Linked DNA regions of Sus scrofa: region 1 is linked to region 2. A link is a contact called in public Hi-C data. All regions are on one chromosome and are shown on one strand. The core of a region is the stretch at or near the end of the contact, and the rest is flanking DNA. Distances in the headings are between cores, read along the strand shown.

Region 1 (4,733 bases), core at 923-3,422, 47 kb before region 2:
TTTAAATTTTTCTTGATGAAAGAGATATTTTGAAGTTCATCAGAAACTAATTCCTATCTACAAAAGGTCACTTTAAGATTATCATGTATCAGGAGAACTAAAGAAAGTAAAAGTTACTATTAAACAACACAGACTTTTAACTCTTTCCCATTTCCAAAAATACTGGGCTAATTAAAAGTAAATATATAATTATTTTTCTTTCCAGGATTTCCACATGAACTGTTTTCTTTAGAGTATCAGATTAGTTACAGATTCAAATCTGAAAATATTCTTAGGAAACATATCTTCAGGATTGTGTGCATGTCCCTCTCAGTGTGCTGGCAACTACAAGGTAAGAAGGGATCAATCCCATTTGTATTTTGATGGTTAAGTTATTCCTTCACAAATTCTGTTAAATAAAGAAGTTGAGTCACAAGCACAGTAAATATACTACTTAGTGTCAATGCCTCAGAGTTAATTTAGTTTTAAACTATATAAATAAAGCCTTTAGCTTTTAAAAATAGAAGCCATCAAATTTTATCATCAGTGATTCTGGAAATGGCAGAATACTTTAGATCATGCTATTTAATACAGTAGCCACTCACCACATGTGGCTACATAAATTTAAATTAAATAAACTTAAATTCCTGAATGTCCTGTTTTCTCTTTGGCTTCTTTGTCATTGAGATGATAAGTCTTTTCTTAGAGAAAACTATGAAGGGCAGGAAAAATAACTTGGTAGCTACCCACTTCTACCACATAGAATCAAGTCAGTAAGATCTTTATAATGACATCACCACATCAAAGAGTGATATTACATAAATTACTGCAGGAATCTCCTACTTCACAGTTAACTGTGACAATTTCAGACAAAATTCAGTATTTTGGATCATGTATCTGTACCTGTGTCTCTAACCCTAGATGGAACTCCTGATGCTTTGTTCAAATTAAAAGAAGGGAAGAGGAAAAAGAGAAGAACCACAAGAGGACAATCCAAAAAGTACTTAAACTCTAGGAGTTCTAATTAGTTTAGATTTTAAAGAAATCCATTCTTCTTCCCTTATCAGCTTATAACCCATTTAGTCAGAGACATGCAAGGAGACTTTGGTTAACCAAAGAGAGACAGTGTTTCACTCCAAGAATTTACGTTATTCCCTCTCAGAACACAATTTTAAAATATTCTAATTGGCTTTACATGTAGGTTTTCTAAGGGACTCCCACTTTTTGCATGTTCTCACAATATCTTTTATACATCAACTATCGAAATAAATCAGATGGCACCTGATGATTACTGGTGATATGTACAAATGTCACCTGAGTCAGCAATCATTCCAAGGCTATGCTTCTATCCACTGAAGTTTCAAAGATACTACTACTGGGGTTTCTGTTTACTGCTTGAATTTTGGCTCCAGTGAGTTTTATCTGACTAACCTATTTGGCTACAGCAAAAAAAAAAAAAAATCTATTCACATATGTAGTTCAATTTCTTTATGACAAAGCATTTCATAGCCTCTTATGCTTTACTGACAATACACTCCCCCTCAAAAAAAAAGAAACTAGGATATTATGCTATCGCAGATGCAAAGCAAACGATAATATAATGAAACTTAATTTCCCTTAAAAAATGAGACATACATTTCAGAGCTTCTAAGAAGACTTTATAATACATTTGATAAGGTTTTCTAATAGCAAAGGAAACTTGATAATGATTTTGTATTATTTTCTTCTCTTCCCTTGCAGATAAACTGAGTAGCTTATAAGTTGGTAGGTAATAACTAAAAAACAGGCTCTGGAGCCCTTGGATGTGGTTTAAGATAAATAGTAAATGAAACAAATGCTAAGCTATAATAAAAACCTATTGACATTTTCAAATACCCAAATCCAAACTTTATTTTGTTCACAGTTTGATGACACTAAAAACATGATGAAGTTGTAGAACTCATAAACAAAAATCCACTCAGAAACTGTAAAAGGCCCCTCAACCCCATTCCATTCCCTTTCCCAAGGCCTACTACTTACTTTTCCAAGTTCTGTAAGTGTTCTCTGACTTTCTGTACCAGTCCCAGCTTGGTGTCATTAACCACAAAATCATCACAGCGATAACTGCAAGGAAAATATTAATCAATGTGTGTAAAGAGCTTGAGGAAACCACAGTAATGAAATCACTAAAAGGCCTGGCTGCTGCCAAGATGATCACATGGCTCTGCAGGCAGTTACTGTCGGTGGTGAGTTTAAAGAGGACTTGGAATTCACAATGGAATGTTTTTTAAGAGCCTTTTTTAAAAAGCCACGTAGGCAATGAACATTAGCTTCTTTTAATATTTTTACTCAAAGGCTCTTCAATTCCTCTTTCAAAAATGAAACAAGCTGCTACATGTGTGATATTCTTTGTAATGGTGCATAATACATGGAAAATGAAATACAAAGCACCAATTCGACTGATGTTGTATAAAGCCTAAAGCTTTAACATGATACTTCCCAATTCAAATTAATGGGGAGTTTGGGGGTGGGGGTGGGGGGCTAAGGAGAGATTTAAGTGAAAAGAGGGAAAAGGTAATTAGCCTCTAGGGATATTTGAATAAAAAATTAAAAGCTATACATTTTACACAATTTAATTCAAATGAATTGAATTCAGATGGTTGAGAAGAATGAATCTTTTCATTCAGAGGTGTTAGGAAACAAAATTATAAAACAGTGGCTACATCATTCTGGAAACTGATAAAATGATTTGAAGACCTTAAGGTGTTCTTTAAAACTGATATTGTAGTGTGTATGTGTGTGTGCGTGTTTTAGCAAGTCAAAAAGCAAATAATATAATGAATCACACATAATAAACTTTTAACTTGTACATTAGCAATCAGTTTTTTTTTCCTGGCATAAAGCCAATTTTAACAAAGACAACATACACACTAGTACCAACATATTTTTTTTGAACTGCAGCTTTGTGTAAAACTACTTATTATAAGTACCAAAGAATAATGACAATAAGACTACCATTCTGAGCAAACAAAACTTTGAATGCATAGCAATTAAGTAAAAATTAGGTCACCTCTGGCAGAATCCAAAAACTATTTCTTACAAATGTGAAACCAATCTATTAAAAAACTGAAAAGAGGAGTTCCCATCGTGGCGCAGTGGTTAACAAATCCGACTAGGAACCATGAGGTTGCGGGTTCGGTCCCTGCCCTTGCTCAGTGGGTTAACGATCCGGCGTTGCCATGAGCTGTCGTGTAGGTTGCAGACACGGCTCGGATCCCGCGTTGATAGGCCGGTGGCTGCAGCTCCGCTTTGACCCCTAGCCTGGGAACCTCTATATGCCGAGGGAGCGGCCCAAGAAATAGCAAAAAGACCAAAAAAAACAAAAACAAACAAACAAACAAACAAAAAAACTGAAAAGAAGATGAAGAAAAGTAGTTAAAAAAAAAAAAGATTACACAGAAAAAGCATGGCTTGTCTTTTATTCACAGGGGTCAAAATATAAGTGGGTGCTTCTGAAAACTTTAACTAAAAAATATATATGTAATATTTAACACGCCCCTCCCCATTAACTGACCACCTATGCTATCAATCCAGAGTTCTCCAAGTTCCCATGGTCAATCCCTAACATTTCTATAAATAGCAAAAGCTACCTTTTTTTTTTTTTTTGTCTTTTTCGGGCCATGCCCTCGGCATAATGGAAGTTCCCAGGCTAGGGGTCTAATCAGAGCTACAGCTGCTGGCCTACACCACAGCTCACGGCAACGCTGGGTCCTTAACCCACTGAGCAAAGCCAGGGATTGGACCCACAACCTCATGGTTCCTAGTCAGATTCATTTCCGCTTCGCCACAATGGGAACTTCATCAAAAGCTACCTTTACATCTTAGACTGTTTCCCTATCATCAAAGTTAGACAAGCAAGTTTCTATCAAGACAGACAAGGACCATGTATGACATCAAAAATGTGGATTTATTGGAATTATTTCCCTTATTTGTTCCACTGCACATTAACATATTGAAAATATTTGTGCTCTAAGGTAGACTGTATCATGGATGCAGTTTTTAAAATTGTTCAGTATGCATGTACAAATGCTATGACTCATCACCAGTTTATGGACCTGTTAAAAGAAACAGAAAATAATGAACTGAATGACTATATATTCTTTGCCAATGTTCACTGCTTGAGTCATGGAAGAATTTTACAAAGGTTTACTGTACGTTAACTCTTAAGTCAAGATTTTCTTGAAAGAGAAGGAACATTTAATACTCAATAAAGAGAAAACATCACATTGTGATTTATTTTTCACCTGTATCACACTGCACATGAATGAGCTAAATTTAAAGATCCAAGGAGAGAGAAGACTTTTTTGTGACCTATACGGACAGGTATGCAAATTTATGTTAAATTTAAACTTTTCATAATACAAATCAAAAATGATTTTATACATTTCAACGTATACAACAAATATGCATAAGATTTTAACTACAATAGCATATTATAAGTTGGGGTGCCAAATCTAAAAGAAAATTCAAAGAATGCTTTGTCGATATGGATAAATTTAGAACTGATTTTCAGTTTACATAATGGCCTTTTGAATTTGATGTTGATAATACTGAATTGTTAAAAGAGTTAGTGGATTTTATTTAAGTTAGGTACAGTTTTGAAACTGATGTGCTTTCACTTCAGAGTCAAATCAATTATTCTAAAAAGGTGAGTCAGTTTTGTCAATATAGATGCCACTATTAAAGAAAATGGGTTTTTTGGTACTTTATTCATT
Region 2 (4,586 bases), core at 1,367-3,866:
AGAATAAGATCAAGCTCAACACAAAAACATGAGATTATATCAATGAATGGATGCCAACAGATTAAAGTGGGAGGCCCAAATGAAACTGGTTCAATTCACAGAATATGAACAGAAAGGAAAAACCCACATAAAGTTGTGAAACTTAAGCTTTACTGGTTCTACAGATGGAAGCACATGACTAGAACCACCCTCCCAAAGCAATGTCAGAGAAAAACTTTGTTGCAAGATACAAAGATGCTATCTTACCCTCTGGACAGAAATCACCCCTCCCTTAGGGCTAGAGGTATAACTCTGTTCTTTTTTTTTTTTTTTTAATCAGCAGAAGCCTCTTAGTTATGCTCTATTTTAACTTAAGTTCCTCAAGAGATACTCAATTTTCTGCATCTCTTTTCCACAGTCAAGTGGACACCCTGACTAACAAAGGCAAGACTGACTCACAACAGGATATCTGCCACTTGCATAAACTCTTTTCCTTTTTTTAGATACATGTGCCCAATGAGGCCATTTTAAAATTTGATGTGATTTTACCTAGAAAAAGCCAAAAGCATGCTGTCTGCTTGTAACCCTATAGTTACCACAGGTGAGCAAGGAGTAATTTCATCATTCTTCATGAGGTATGCTTTTCCTAGTGTTTACTTTGATTTTTTTTTTCACATCTCTTTTGGGGGGAAAAAAAAGTTACACTTATAGCACCACAGCTATAACTACAATTATAGCTAATGCACTACCAAGCAATTTGTAAAGCAATTTGATACACCTTATTTGTTGTTTCATACTCAACATTCACTGTAAAAGAAACATTCTTAGGTAAGTTTCTGCACCCTCATAAAAGAACTGCAACACTGCACTGTAAAACAAATTAACCAGTTAATAATCTTTATAGGCTTCATGCAGAAAAAGATACTGACTTTACAAAGCCAAGCCAAGCATCCAACCTCTGAGAGCTCAAGGAAACCGCAGTTATTTCTATTCCTTATCCTAGAATGAATTTTTCTTTGCGGCATTACCTGAGTTTTTCTCCAAGGAAATATTCACCCTTTAAAAAGTAACCTGTCAAAAGTGTTAGTGCATTCTCTAAACTATCTTCCCAGCTCCGGCACACAAGGAGAAATGTCACACAGCTAAATCGTACGTAGCATTGCTATTTTCTTCCCTTTATTTATTCAAACGAATTTAAGATTTTTGAAATGCACAATTCAAATTTTACACTACAACCCAAGCTATCATTGATCCTCTCAAAGCTAATAAACAAAGACTATCAGCAGCACCAGGGCCCTACCAGGAAGTAATCAAAGCAGTGTGGCCGGTGCGATCCTAAGTCTCTAGAGCAGACAATAAGGGGGTACTGGGGCTTCGAAGGGGCCTGGCAGAAGGAGTTAAGAAGCTTAAGCAATGCAAAAGCATTACATAAACCTAATAACTGTCCTACAGCACAAAAACTCGGAAATCCCAAGGCAATTTCGGACAATCCGAAAGATATGAAAGACAACTCGAGCTACCCCTCCAAAGCAGCTGCTCGATTAGCCTTCTCAGCTTTTTAACCAGCAGCCTGTTTTCAAACTTCACCCTTTCTGGCTGATGAAAGACTCCGACCTTCGCCGCCTGAGTACTCAGCACCTCTCCGGGTCCCGGTTCCCGCCGGTCGGCGTGGGTCGGGTCGCGGGTGCATGGGGGGCCCAGGCAGGTAGCGAAGGGCCCCAGAGCGCGCCCCGCAGCCTGGACAAAGCTGCGCCCCGAGAGCAACGCTTTTGCCGTCCCGTCAAGGAGGGGACGAAACTCGGGCCCCGCCACACGTGCGGCCGCCTTGTGGGGGCCGGACACCCGCCCCCGCCGCCCCCGACCCGGGGACACGGGCCAGCGCAGCCCCCGATCACAGCAGGGCTGCGCGGGGGCGCGAGCCGCTGACCAAGGTCCCCGCTCGCTGCCGCCCCCACGCGCTCGTGGGCCCCGCGGGCTCCCGCCCCTCACGGGCCTCTCCTTTGCCGGCCGGACCGTCGGGCCCCGGGAAACAAAGGAGCTGCCGCCGCCGCTCCGCCTGCCGCCGCACCACCCGCCTCGCCGCGTACCCCTCCCCAGCCGCCGAGCCCCGCTCGCCCTCACCCCTTCCCAAGTCCGCGCGCCGGCCGCCAGCGGCCCCTAGACGGCAGGCCCCACAGAGCCGGGGCCTCGGGTGCGCTTCAGGGCCGCCTGGGGCCGCACTCACCGCTGCAGCACCAGGACGACGGGGAGCCGTTGGGGAACTTGGCTGAGTCCGGAGCGATGCAGACGCTGGAGCTGAGGTGCGGACACTCCATGGCCACCCGGAGAGCGGCGAGAAGGACGGAGGCTCCGGGACCCGGCGAGGTGGGGGGCGGAGGGACTAAGAAGGATCCGTCTGGGGTCGCTCCTCGCCGGGCGCTCGGCAGACGGCAGCTGAGTCCCGAGCCCTTGCGTCAAAGAAAGCAAAAGCTTCCGGGAGCCGGGTTTTCCCGCCCGCCGTCTCCTGAGGCCCGGCTCCGGAAAACGTGGTACTCCGGAATCCGGGTTCTGCCGCCACCCCTAGGCTGGGGGCTTCCGTCTTCCCAGGCTGGCCCCGCCCTGCCCCGGGCAGGCCCCGCCTCCAAGCCCAGCCCCGCCCCCGTCCTCTCCCGCGGGGTGGGGGTCCCCGCGCTCGCAGGCGGGTCGCCCAGGGTCTGGCTGCACTCGGAAGTGACTTTCCCAACTCTGTTGGCCGGGACTGCCGCGGCTTCCCCGCCCCTGGAAGGGTGGGGCGCTAAACCAGGGCACACAGGGCCAGTCCGCCGCTTTTACCGCGGCCGGGCGAGCGCTCACAAAGAGTGCTTCTGCGTTGTGTGTGGTGGACTGGCTACAGCGCGGTAGAAAATCTGACCACACAAAAAAAATGTGAAGAAAATAAAAACCACCTGGGCAGACAGGCTCTGTGGCCCCATTTTTACACAGGAAGACACAAGCTTAGATTAAGGGCCTAGACCCACCGGGGTGCATAGGTCCCAGAGCAGTGCTAGTTTAGTGTTCTGCTCCCTTCGGCAGGTGCGATAGTGATCGAGTTCCAGTTTTTGAACACGTGACCTTAGCCAGCCACCTGGGTGCTGAGTGGCTGGTCCCGCGTGGGCACTCATGAACCTGTGTTCAACCCCTGTCACAGTGACTCACCATCTCCGTTACTTTGAGCAGACGATCGGACATTCATACCTCACCCTCAGTGTAAATTTAAGTGAGATAGTTTTAACCTGCGTTTGCTGAGAGCGCGGTCACTGTTACCAGGTGACGAAAAGAGAAGGGACCTAACAATTGTTAAACACCCACTGCTGCCTCCTAACCAGGCACTTTACAAATAATACCTCATTTAAACCTCGCACCATCACGCCAGCAGCTGTTACCATCCCCCTTTTTACCGTTAATCCGTACTAGGATTGGCTCCCAGGCACTCTGATCTCTTTGTGGAAAAAGGATAGGGCCAGCCTCTGGGGCAGGGGTTACGCCCTAGCGAGGCTGCGATCTTTGTGGGGGCACTGCCTTGGGGATGTCTGGGGCTATTACAAACATTGCCTCAAAGTTGGGGCTCCTTGTAAAACCCGGCGAAGGAGCAACAGGGCCAGGAGGCAGGGAGGGGGAGGGGAAGGCTGATGTGGCAATCCCTCGGGCCGGGTGAGAGGAGGAAGGAAGGTCAGGAAATGATTAACCGGGCCAGGCCGGGTAGTGGTTAGAGCAGAGCACCTCCCCACAGGGCAGTCCTGCAACAGTCCAGGAGTGCCCTCTCAGTCACTTCCCACGCTTCGCCATCCCCCACACTACCCGCCACCACTTGGTTTCTGCCGCGCACTCCTCTGCCTAACGGTGTCCATTCACCTGCGGCATCTCTGTTGACCCTTCCTTACTCTCCCCCCATTCTTTCCCCCCCAGTATTTCCCATTCCTCGGTCAACACTCTTTGGTTGCCTCCCAAGTTTTGACTGCTGTTAGAGCAAGCCATCTTGAGGTTTTATGGCAGTGCCGAATTGTGGAAAGTGCGGCTGCTCAAATCCTAGCTCTGCTGCCTACTTGAGGACCAACTTTAGCCAGTGTTTCTAGTCTTTCCAAGCCCTTTATGTCTATAAAACTGAGAAAACAATGCTTATCTCCAAAGGAAGACGTGAGAATTCACAAGACTTGCCACCCCCAGTAGGAAGTCAATAATTTATAGCCCCCCTTTTTTTTAATGACAGCAAGTGAGAATAATTCCTAGGAAGGGGGAGTATAAACAATAGATGTGCCCTCTGCTCAGGCTCTCCAGCCCTCTCCTATCAACTGATTCTTTTTCAAAGCCTGTCTGGATCAACCTGTTTCCCTCTGGACAGCTACCCCCGATTATCATCCATGCTCCTTCTTTTAGCCATGGAACTGACTCACCAGGGTCTTTCATCCTGGCGTGTAATGCTACTTTTTTCACCCTCAAAAGGACTCAGTTTCCTTATCATCTAGACCTCAGCTTGAACATCACTTCCTCAGGGAGTCCTTTCCCGACCCTGCCCCACCTTCAGGTTACCTCCAGGTGTGTGATGCCCTTGTGTGCCCCACACTCTGCCTTTTAAAAACACTCTTCAGCAG

The links. Hi-C and Micro-C count contacts between places; a contact is called where the count stands out from the background.
Region 1: a contact with region 2 is called in a Hi-C map of subcutaneous adipose tissue, with 1.8 times the contacts expected there. The contact joins the enhancer-like site here to the promoter of USP3 in region 2. A contact is called at or near these places in 1 of 5 promoter capture datasets (liver), 9 of 47 Hi-C or Micro-C datasets (blood, embryonic fibroblasts, fetal skeletal muscle and 4 more) and 1 of 2 datasets of contacts at active chromatin or transcription factors (alveolar macrophages).

What each region holds. Positions count from the first base shown.
Region 1 is chr1:108,466,384-108,471,116 of Sscrofa11.1, forward strand. It overlaps USP3 (ubiquitin carboxyl-terminal hydrolase 3), which reads right to left. Exons shown (of 16, transcript XM_021094102.1): 5 at 1,999-2,082. Among named protein-coding and RNA genes, the nearest start is that of USP3, 47 kb to the right of the region's middle. Within about 2 kb of position 2,173, at least 7 of the 83 cell types and tissues checked have an H3K27ac peak or open chromatin away from gene starts, as enhancers often do. A contact at or near this core is called in embryonic fibroblasts and subcutaneous adipose tissue, where this site is marked.
Region 2 is chr1:108,512,995-108,517,580 of Sscrofa11.1, forward strand. It overlaps USP3 (ubiquitin carboxyl-terminal hydrolase 3), which reads right to left and starts at 2,617. Exons shown (of 16, transcript XM_021094102.1): 1 at 2,204-2,617.